Regions from separate parts of the Dromaius novaehollandiae genome. Here region 2 is linked to region 1. The links are chromatin contacts, called in public Hi-C maps. All regions are on one chromosome and are shown on one strand. The core of a region is the stretch at or near the end of the contact, and the rest is flanking DNA. Distances in the headings are between cores, read along the strand shown.

Region 1 (4,675 bases), core at 1,553-4,052:
AGAAGTTTGTCCCAGAGCCAAAATAGCTGGAAGCTCAGAGCCACATTTCCCTTTGATCTCATCTGCACTTCCAGTTCACAGAAGAAGCAAGGCTCTGCTTGAACATTTAGCTCAACTGAAGCAAGATAATCTACTGAAGCTGGCTTTCTAAGTAGCATGGGGATTGCCGTCAAACTGCTGAGGTTTAAGCGTAAGATCTTTGCAAGCCACTGGTTGCAAGCATTTTATGTAGATATTCTAATATAGTCATCTTCTGTTGCAACAGGCTTGGCTAGCACTTACTGGGAGCCTCTCAAGGCCATTTTGCAGGCCAGGAACACTTTGAGTATTGAACCAAGAGACTTGAGTCAGGTTCTCTGACCCTAGTATGAAACAGATCTTGTGTGCAAGTGAGATGGAACCATACTGTTGGGTGCAGGTTTCTCTTCCTGGCCTTGTAGAAACATGGAACAGAAAGAAGAATAACTCTTTAAGTTCAAGACTGAAGAAGAGTGCTAGGAAGGAATTTTGAGGTAGTTTTCTTGGTTTTCCTTCAATAACTTAGCTTAAGGCTCTAGCATGTAGAACACTAGAATAACTGCTGGGTTTTACGCAGAAAAATCTGTTACAGTTTACCAAGAATCTCTGTATACAGAGAAACTAATGAAGCCTTGATAAGTGATACAGAGCTGAAAAGCCGTAAGCTTATAGAAAACTGCCAAAAAGGGCAGGGTGTTATAGCAAAAACAAAACTAGAGCTAGAAAATAAATAGATAATAAAATGCAAATAATCAAATATAATTACCCTGACCTACATTAGGATGCTTCTGTTTGCAAGGCAGCCATGGCTGGATATAATTAAAAGCAATAAGTTTGTCCTCTTGTGAAGGTGAGAGGGACTGTAAAGACGACTGTGCCCTGCCCAGTAACGCTATGTGGGAAAGGTGAGCAGACCCGTGAGATATAGTAAGAGTCTTCAACTCGAGAGATTTTTGCTCTTTAAACAGTTATATGGACTGACAATGCATAGAATATCTGTGCAAAGAATTCGGTTAAGGCATTTGTGTCTAGTAATGCCAAGTGGTTAAAGGTGTGTAGGTCTCAAATATCCTTTCCAATAGACATTTGAAAGCCATTTAAAACATGTGAGGGAGATCAGCATTGCTTATGTTTTACATATTTAGTTGGTAGCTAATAAATCAGTGTATTATACATGTTTGAAGTATAAGGATCTTCTGTATAAACAAACCTCAGTTCCAGCTGGACAGTTGGATCCTTGTTCAGATCCTGTTTAGAGTTTCATAGCTATTATATGGGTGTTAAACACAGTGCTCGTGGATATCTATCTCATGCCTCTCAGCATTTCCCGTTGTAACTTTCCAGTATCCATCTGCAGAGCTTTTGCTGTGTGGTGTCTAAAGGAATTTAACCAATTCTGATTTCCAAGTTGGAAAACAATGAATGTAGAGTGGGATAGTTAGGTGCCCTTAAGTAGGTGAGGGTTGTTGAGGTTCAGTGGAAGGTATGTGTTTGGTGGTGGGAACGTGTCATGAATGAGAGAAGGGTCTGTAGGCACATGTTCTTTGTGGTGGTCAATATACAGAGTTCCCTACCGTTGCTGCCACTGACAGCATTACCTGAGTAAACTGAGAAACACGTCCTGCTTTTCGGTTACTGCATTTGCTATTGTAATGTATTAACTTGCATAATTGTTAGTAAGTCAGCAAAACTGTAGAGAACAATGATGTGCTCTGCTAAGGGTTTAACTGGAAAAATATTTTTACACTACAAAACAGTTGTTTTTATCAACTGCTTGATGTCTTCCAACACTTGCTTCTACATGCAGTATACTTAATTGTATATAAAACAACACCATTAGGGCTACAGAATCAGATGGAAATACAGATTCAGAATTAGAGCATTAATTTCCCTGGGTACCTATGCTTGTGGTAATTTCTATATACATGACGAAAGCTTCATAGAACCTCCATTTCTGTCAGTGCGAAGAACAGGCTTGCCCTGCAGATGATTCAGAACAGTCGGATCACTGTTTTGCTTGTTGCAGAAATTGGAAAGTACGTAAGGAAAGAGGCAGGGGACTAAAGCTGGAAGAAAAGACAGTTTCATGCTGTTCCATGGCTGTAGTACCAGACTGTAGTTTCTGTGGTTCTGGAAAAAACATGACAATGCAACATCTCTCCCATGGTTACTGATTATATTAGTAACAAGTCTTATTTACTGGGGGATTGACTTACCAGTTCAAGCCCAGTTCTCACTGTGTATTGTGCTGGCTGGGGGGGAAGAGAGACTCAAATAAATAAACACAGTCTCTCTATACAGTATCAGAGTCCTTATGGTTGTGGAGGCAACCTTAACTTCCTCATGATCAGATTTTTTTACTTTGTCATCCAGATGTTCTCATAGTATTGTTTTTAATGTTTAGTTTTCTTCCTCCCTCTAGATCTTGCATTTAAAAACAAAACCCCCACCCCACTACAACTCATCGTATCACATGGTAATTAAATTCATCCTATACAGACAATAGCCATTTAAGCTATTGCAAGAGTTAGAGGATGATAAGCTTTTACTATGTTATGGTGCTGTATAAGAGGTTCTGTGTCCCAGCCTGCCTTTTTCAACCTCTTCTTCTTTATGCCCTTGCCAAGTAAGTACCGGGTCCATTTGGTATCACCTCGTCAAGGTTGCTTCTCACCAGTCTTTTCCAAGTCTGCCTGCCTAGTACTTTCCATGTCACTTTGCTCATGTTGTTTCCTAGTGTCTTTGTTCTTGGCTCCTGCTGTTTTCACTTCTGGTCCTGATCGTTATAGCCACATAACTCCAGCAAATGACTTGTTTTTCCTCCCCCTCTCTCCTGCTTCTCCCTGATTGGACTCTTTTCCCTTCTGTATTTCTGCGGAACTGCTATTTCATGCTGCTTGGGTTTCAGTGGGAAAAGGGCTTTTTTAAAAGTAAAGGAAGTACCTGAGATGATCAGAAAACTAGATGCATCTGCATCTAAACTCTGCCAAATGTAATTTAATCTACTGTAGACTACATTGCATGTTTGATCCTTGCCCCAGGATTTTCTAAATGGCCCAAGTGGATCCTGTTTCCATAAATCACTAAGTCTGGGTTTTGTGATGGTGTGTGTTAAGTAGCCTTAATAGGATGGTACTGATTGCATAATCTGCCAAACTGGCCTACTGCCTCTTAAGAAAATACAAAATTACTAAGTGAAAAGTATACTGAACAGAAACAAGATCGGAGAAATACTAATTTCAGGAGCTTGAGTCAGTTGAGCCAGATCTTGGGGAAAAGTCAGTTTGAAAATTAAGTTGTGTATATCTAGAGTTCAGGCATCTAGTATGCGTATGAGCCTATTCAATAGTTTGCCATTGGAAAAATGGGAATTTTTTTTAATATAAATCTCCAGTACTAAAGTCCTTTCTTTTTAAGGAAGAACAGCACATTTCATCTTTATACTATGTAATTGGAAAGGAAAGATGCATCTGAGATGCAAAACTCAGAACTATGAACTGTCTGTCCAGATCTGAAAGTGTGAATTTGAGTTTTGCTGTAGGGATGTCCTTCTGCAATAGTGCTTAGTTGATTTGGCATGCTTTTTACATTGTTTTATTTAAAATAACCTTAAAGAAACAATGTTTTTATTTACAGCACTTGAAGAATCGGAAAGTGACATTTATGTGCGATTCATGAGGTCACACAAGTGTTATGACATTGTTCCGACAAGCTCTAAGCTTGTTGTTTTCGACACTACGTTACAAGTGAGTATTCTCCTTTCAGTCTTTTTTTTTTTTTTTTGCAGTTCACTTGTTTTTCTTCTAATATGTATGTTTCCTGAGTGTTAAATGAAATTTGATCTCTTGAAGCTCTCCTGTAATACTGTGCTTTGACTGCAAAAACCCATAATGTTTCAACTATATCTTTCATGGTCTATTAGAGAAGGACATGGGGGAAGATTTCCTTGCTCAACAGAAAGAAGATAGAATTTATATTGTAGTTGGAGTCTCTAGCTAAAAAATTTACATAAATGTAGATGAATAAGATTTGATAGCCATGAAGAAGTCAATATAACCCTGTGCTCATTTGAAAAAGATCTCTGTTGTAACAGTTTTGAAATATCCAGACGTTTTCACCCTCCTCTTTCTCTATTGTTAAAGCAATATAGGACTAGAATGGATGGCTTAATTCTGCAAGTTATTAAATTCTCCTGGAAATCTTTGTTTTCAGCTTCTCATTTTGCTTTTAATCATCATCTGCTAGACTCTTGGCTCTGCATGAAGAATTTATTTGCCAAAGGAAAGCACTAGCTGCCCACTGTAGAAGCAGAGTGGAGTTGTGGTAGAGAGTTGTGGCTTTCTTTGTCTGTTTCCTGGATTTTGAAATTGGTGGGAGGTTTCTTTTGTTCAGAGATGCTCCGATTTTGACTTGACTAAACCCAGTGAAGTAATATTGGCTGGAATGTACTGCTCAGTTGGATTTCAGTCTCCCACAGTCAGAGACAACCACATAATAGATATTTAGTCCCAAAGTGTTCACAGAACTATCCTGTGTATCAGATAATCCTTTACAATGTAGGATTATCTGTACAACAATCTCAAAGATGCAAAACCTACACTATGCAACAAGGAAAAGTAGTGTGGCAGCATTGCACGTGTTCTAGTCAATTTATATA
Region 2 (4,675 bases), core at 749-3,248, 110 kb before region 1:
TATTAACTTACTTGAGATTGTATTTCAGAGGCTGTAATAACAAAGGAAGAGGTAATAGATGTACATTAAAGTCTGAGGTGCTGTGAAAAGTGAGTTTGAAATCGGCATTGTGGAACTGCTTTCCAGTTTGTCTTTGATTTGCTCGGTTTGCAGATGAACGCTGCATTAACGGCTCTCAGGGCCAACAGCTTGGGATCTGAGCTCTACTACTTTATTGAGTTTTAAGTGTGCAAACTGTACTAACTCTGGGTGCACAGCTTGAAAGAAAATGCATTTCTTTTGTTTATGAGTTCACATCAGTAGGTATAATGCTAACAAAGAATAAAAATTAGCACGAATTTACTGTCAGTGAAGCAAACTAAGGTGATCTGAAATAAATGCAGAAAGATCTGCTCAATTCAGATTACTTTTTTCCATAGTCTTGCTTGAAATCTCGCTTCTGAGACAGTGCATATACGAGTTACTGAGTGGAAATTAGGAAGCTATCCCTGCGGATATGCTAAAATCAAATACCATTAATATTTTATTAAAAGTACATGGTTATATGAAATTTAAGTCATAAAAACGTAGCTTTGTACTTGGAGGTAGCTGAATGCCCTTTTTGAAGGACAGCAGGGAATTTTCTAATCCTGCTTCCCAATTAAAGTCATAGCAATAATCATGACACATTGCTGGTGCTGCCTCTTCCAACAGTGAGGGAAATCAATTAAAACGTTTCCCTTGACCTAAGGCTTTGAAATGGGCTACTGTGGATGGGATCAAAACATAAATTAGCTAAGAATTAGAGGTTGCTTGAAGAACTTTAAAATCACCCACCAGCTTTCACACGCCTTAAAGCTAGTAGTTATGTTTGAATAATAATGAAATTGCACTGTATTTGAGGAAGGAAATGTTTCAACGTGAAATTTTAATTTTCTCCTTTCTCTTAGGAAATAATTTTCCCCCTTCTGAAATTCAGTACTATTAATCATGGTGCCTTAAAAAATAATCCATAAGGAGGACTCCTGCTGCTACAGTAACAAAGAAACAAATAGTATTTGCTCAGAAGGATGCAGGTGATAAGGAGAGGCTGTCATGTATCTTATTCATTCTAATAACTTATTTTTTTGGTAGAGCAGGTCGTGCTTAGAATATGCGCCGTGCAAAAAAAGGTTGTGACTGTACTAGTTTTTACCCGTAGATGGAGCAAGCAGCTCTCATTTCCAATAGCCCAGGGAAGAGATGGGGCTTCATGTGGCCACATTAAGCTCTGCTCCCTTGAAGGCCTCCTAACCGCGGCAGAGCCGTACTCAAGTTTTTCTTCAGGCTTTAGACTGCAATTGATTTCTCCCCCGATTTTACTGCCTGTTCGCAGCGTTTGGGTAGGAGTTTGCAGCGGAGCAGTTCAGCCTGTGGACAGACAGCGTCCAGGCGTGGGCGTTGCACGTAGCGTCGGGCTCTGGCTGCGTGACCCATTCTGGAGTCTGCATTTGGGTTTCTCTTCACTAAACCGATACAGTCTTCCCACAGTCTCTGACCCTCACGGCTTTTGGCTCAGCGGTAGAGAGAAGTCAATTATAATTTGCATCAGGACGTCGGAGAGCTGTGGATGTTTTCATCTTCAGTTTTCCGGCTTGTGTTCGCAATTCCCCTGCCTGCCGACGCGACAGGCCAGGAGACCACGAGAGGGGACCGCTGCATGGCAGCCGGGACCTCTGCCTGTGCCGGCCCGGGGGACCAGCCACGCATGGCGAGGGCAGCAGGCTGTGGAGGGACGGGCAGTGCCCGGTGACCCTTCGGAACAGGTTTACCGTAGCGTGCGCCCTTCCACCCTCACCTCCAGCTCAGCGCATCTCACGCGTGTATGGCGTATGCGTAAAACCCTCGGAAAGGAGCAAGGCTATTTCTGGTTTTCCTCGTTTTCCAATCCCGGCGCGCAAATGCATCTAATATGCTTTCTCAATCTTGCTTTGCCCCCAGAGGCAGAAAGGGGGAGTAACGCGATTCTTTGCAGTCTTAGCTACAGCCGAGGAATGACTTTTTGCAGACAGCACGTGTCAACAGCTGCGGCTGACCTGGTGCTGCCTCCAGCTTTGCGTGGACAAAGACAAGCCGTGCTCAGCACCATTTCCGCTGTGCCAGTTACTGACATCTGCTGTCAGCAGCAGATGGGTTTTCCAGCTAAAATCTGCCCATTGTGATTTATCTTACCTTATTTGGAGAGCTCTTTCGGTGCGTTTCCCATTTCATCTTAGTTTTCACATGGCCAGTATTATTCCTAACGTGCATAGGTGCACATGTACTCAGTATGTATATATTCAATATACTTCTATATTCATTACCACTCTTTCTAGGAAATAAGGAATTTTTAAACTCTCTTCAAATCACTAATGATTTAGGTGCAATGGTGCAAATAAAGGGAGCTTTTTCACCCTAACTTTCATCTGTAGGATATGTGGACAGACCTGGGAACCAGCTTCATCCCCATCTTCTGTTTCTTTCCTGCGATTTAAACTGTGGAATGTGCCGGAAACCATCCGACTCGCTTTTGGTAACTGAGTTGTTACTCCTTGTGATGTATAAACAAGAAGACAGTGACCTTAGATGTACATTTGCTCTTTTCGAGACTGTTGCTGGCATGCGGGGGGAATAGAAACTGCAGCTGGAGCATCTCTAAAGGTTGATGAACCTCGGTGGCCTGTCAGGGCGGGTGGCCTTTGGCTGCATGGAGCAGAGAGGTCTGCAGGGCAGTGCTCACGTGCAAGCAGCTTTGTGTCCCCACGGGTAGTCATCTAAGCAACCGTAAAGCTACAGATAGAGTTTTGGAGTCTCAGGCTATCGAATTTCAGTAAACCATTTTTTTGTTCTTGTTTTTCCTTTAATTATCTGTAGTTTAAAAATGCGTTAAAACATGTAGGGACGAATTTTCAAGCACGTTCAGGTGCCCAATTTCTATTAAGTACCTTGTTTTATCTGAATTTTAGCAAATGCAAGTCATGACCACATTGTGCATCAAATCTTTTTTGATAAGTAGCTAGATTCTGCAGTTTTATCCATCTCTTAAGGTATCAGATTGAATTTAGAATATCTCGATCATAGGTTCTCAGTGTTTTGTTTCATAAATAAAGTCCATGGAAAATACCTGAAAAATGGGCTGAATAAACATGATAAATGTTGAATCGATCTGTTTTCTGATCTGGGAAAATATGGAGTGAAAGAACCCATTCACAGGGCAGAAAAGTGCACAATTTGGTGTAATAAGTACTTAAATTCTAGACTCAGCCTGGCAGCCCCTAGTTCTTATGTGGCCCGCAAGCCACATACATTTGTGGCTTGAGTCTGAAGATGCTGAAGATAACAGAGACCTCTTTTGGGTTGCCAAGCTGTGGACTGTGGACAGATGGGGAAGGCCTCAGGACCCATCAGGATTCCTTAGCGGGTTGAGCAGAGCCCTGGGCACCTCCAAGCAAGGCAGGAGAGCTCTGCAGCCACTTCTGCCAGGAGCCCTCCCGTGCTCCTGGTTGTGATCCTGCCTGGTAGCGACTGAGTAGTCTGGGGAAAGGAGATAGACAGCACTTCTGTCTGTGCAATACCTTCAAAGTCTCCCGTACTAGCCCATGGGCGTGAGAAGGGCCTTTGACATTTGGTACTGAATAGGGATGAGTAGTGATTTTGTAATGTGTCCTTGGCGAAGGTGGTGGCAGCAACTTTAACACAGAAAAAAGCACGACTTCTCAGGATAAGTGCTCTCGACATCCAGTCCAGCTTTTGTTGCAGTAAATGTCAGTTGTACTAGTTCTGTGGACTTTCAGGGACAACGTTTCTACTATTTCTAGCAACCCCTTTGTATGAGAAGTAGGCATGGGCAGCCCCGTCAGTCTGAGCTAGTGTGAACCATCACATGAGCTCTTCTCATCTGCTGCAGTGCAGTCACTTCCAGTAGTCGCTACGAGAGGCAAGAAGTGGGCAAGGAATGCTTGTAGCATGTATTTCAGTTCAGTCAGTGGCTGGAGCACCTTCCAGCAGCTCAGCTAGCAGTCATCCAGCTATGGAGCTGTTGACCCATTTGGCACACACAGCAAATTTAAAGGCAGACTGGATGTTACCGGGACAAGGGGAGGTGAAAAGCACACCGTTTGCAGTGTACAGCTCCGCATGGTGCCAGGTTAAGGGTTTTGTTTTTCCCCATCACCATTATTAAGTCAAATGATTATCAGAGTGGATTAGGAGACCTAACGTGAAGCCTTGTTGTACCTGCAGTTTTACAGAGGTGAAAGGGCTGTGGAAATTGTGTAATGCCAAAAGTATGTTAACGTCATTGGATCTTATCTAATTCCTGTACTTCTGCATCTGCGTAATGAAACTAAGTCCTTCCATGCTGCTCTTTATCTGACTAAAGTAAGCTCGCAAGTTTGCTTTTGTCCAAATCAGGGGAGAACAAAGATGCCACTTTTTAAAATTAATTGGTTTAGGATTTTCTGGCCTAGTGAGTTAACTGGTTTGGATTTTATTGTGCTTAAAATAATCAACACATCAGCTGGAGATCGTGTTCTTAGTTTAAAATAAAAGCAGGACAGGCAAGGTCTTCTACTGATGGCAGACAATGAGGCTTGGGTCTATTTTTTGGACATTGTTTTATGAATGACTCCCAACCAGCAAACTGTTCAAAGAAATTTGTTTGAATAAGATATCCTAA

Evidence for each region. Hi-C and Micro-C count contacts between places; a contact is called where the count stands out from the background.
Region 2: a contact with region 1 is called in a Hi-C map of brain, with 4 times the contacts expected there. The contact joins two enhancer-like sites. A contact is called at or near these places in 2 of 4 Hi-C or Micro-C datasets (brain and ovary).

The regions. Positions count from the first base shown.
Region 1 is chr2:7,861,393-7,866,067 of bDroNov1.hap1, reverse strand. It overlaps PRKAG2 (protein kinase AMP-activated non-catalytic subunit gamma 2), which reads left to right. Exons shown (of 17, transcript XM_064505725.1): 7 at 3,655-3,764. Among named protein-coding and RNA genes, the nearest start is that of RHEB, 41 kb to the right of the region's middle. Within about 2 kb of position 2,802, at least 1 of the 2 cell types and tissues checked has open chromatin away from gene starts, as enhancers often do.
Region 2 is chr2:7,966,169-7,970,843 of bDroNov1.hap1, reverse strand. The region is part of intron 4 of PRKAG2 (protein kinase AMP-activated non-catalytic subunit gamma 2); the gene reads left to right. Among named protein-coding and RNA genes, the nearest start is that of PRKAG2, 89 kb to the left of the region's middle. Within about 2 kb of position 1,998, at least 2 of the 2 cell types and tissues checked have open chromatin away from gene starts, as enhancers often do.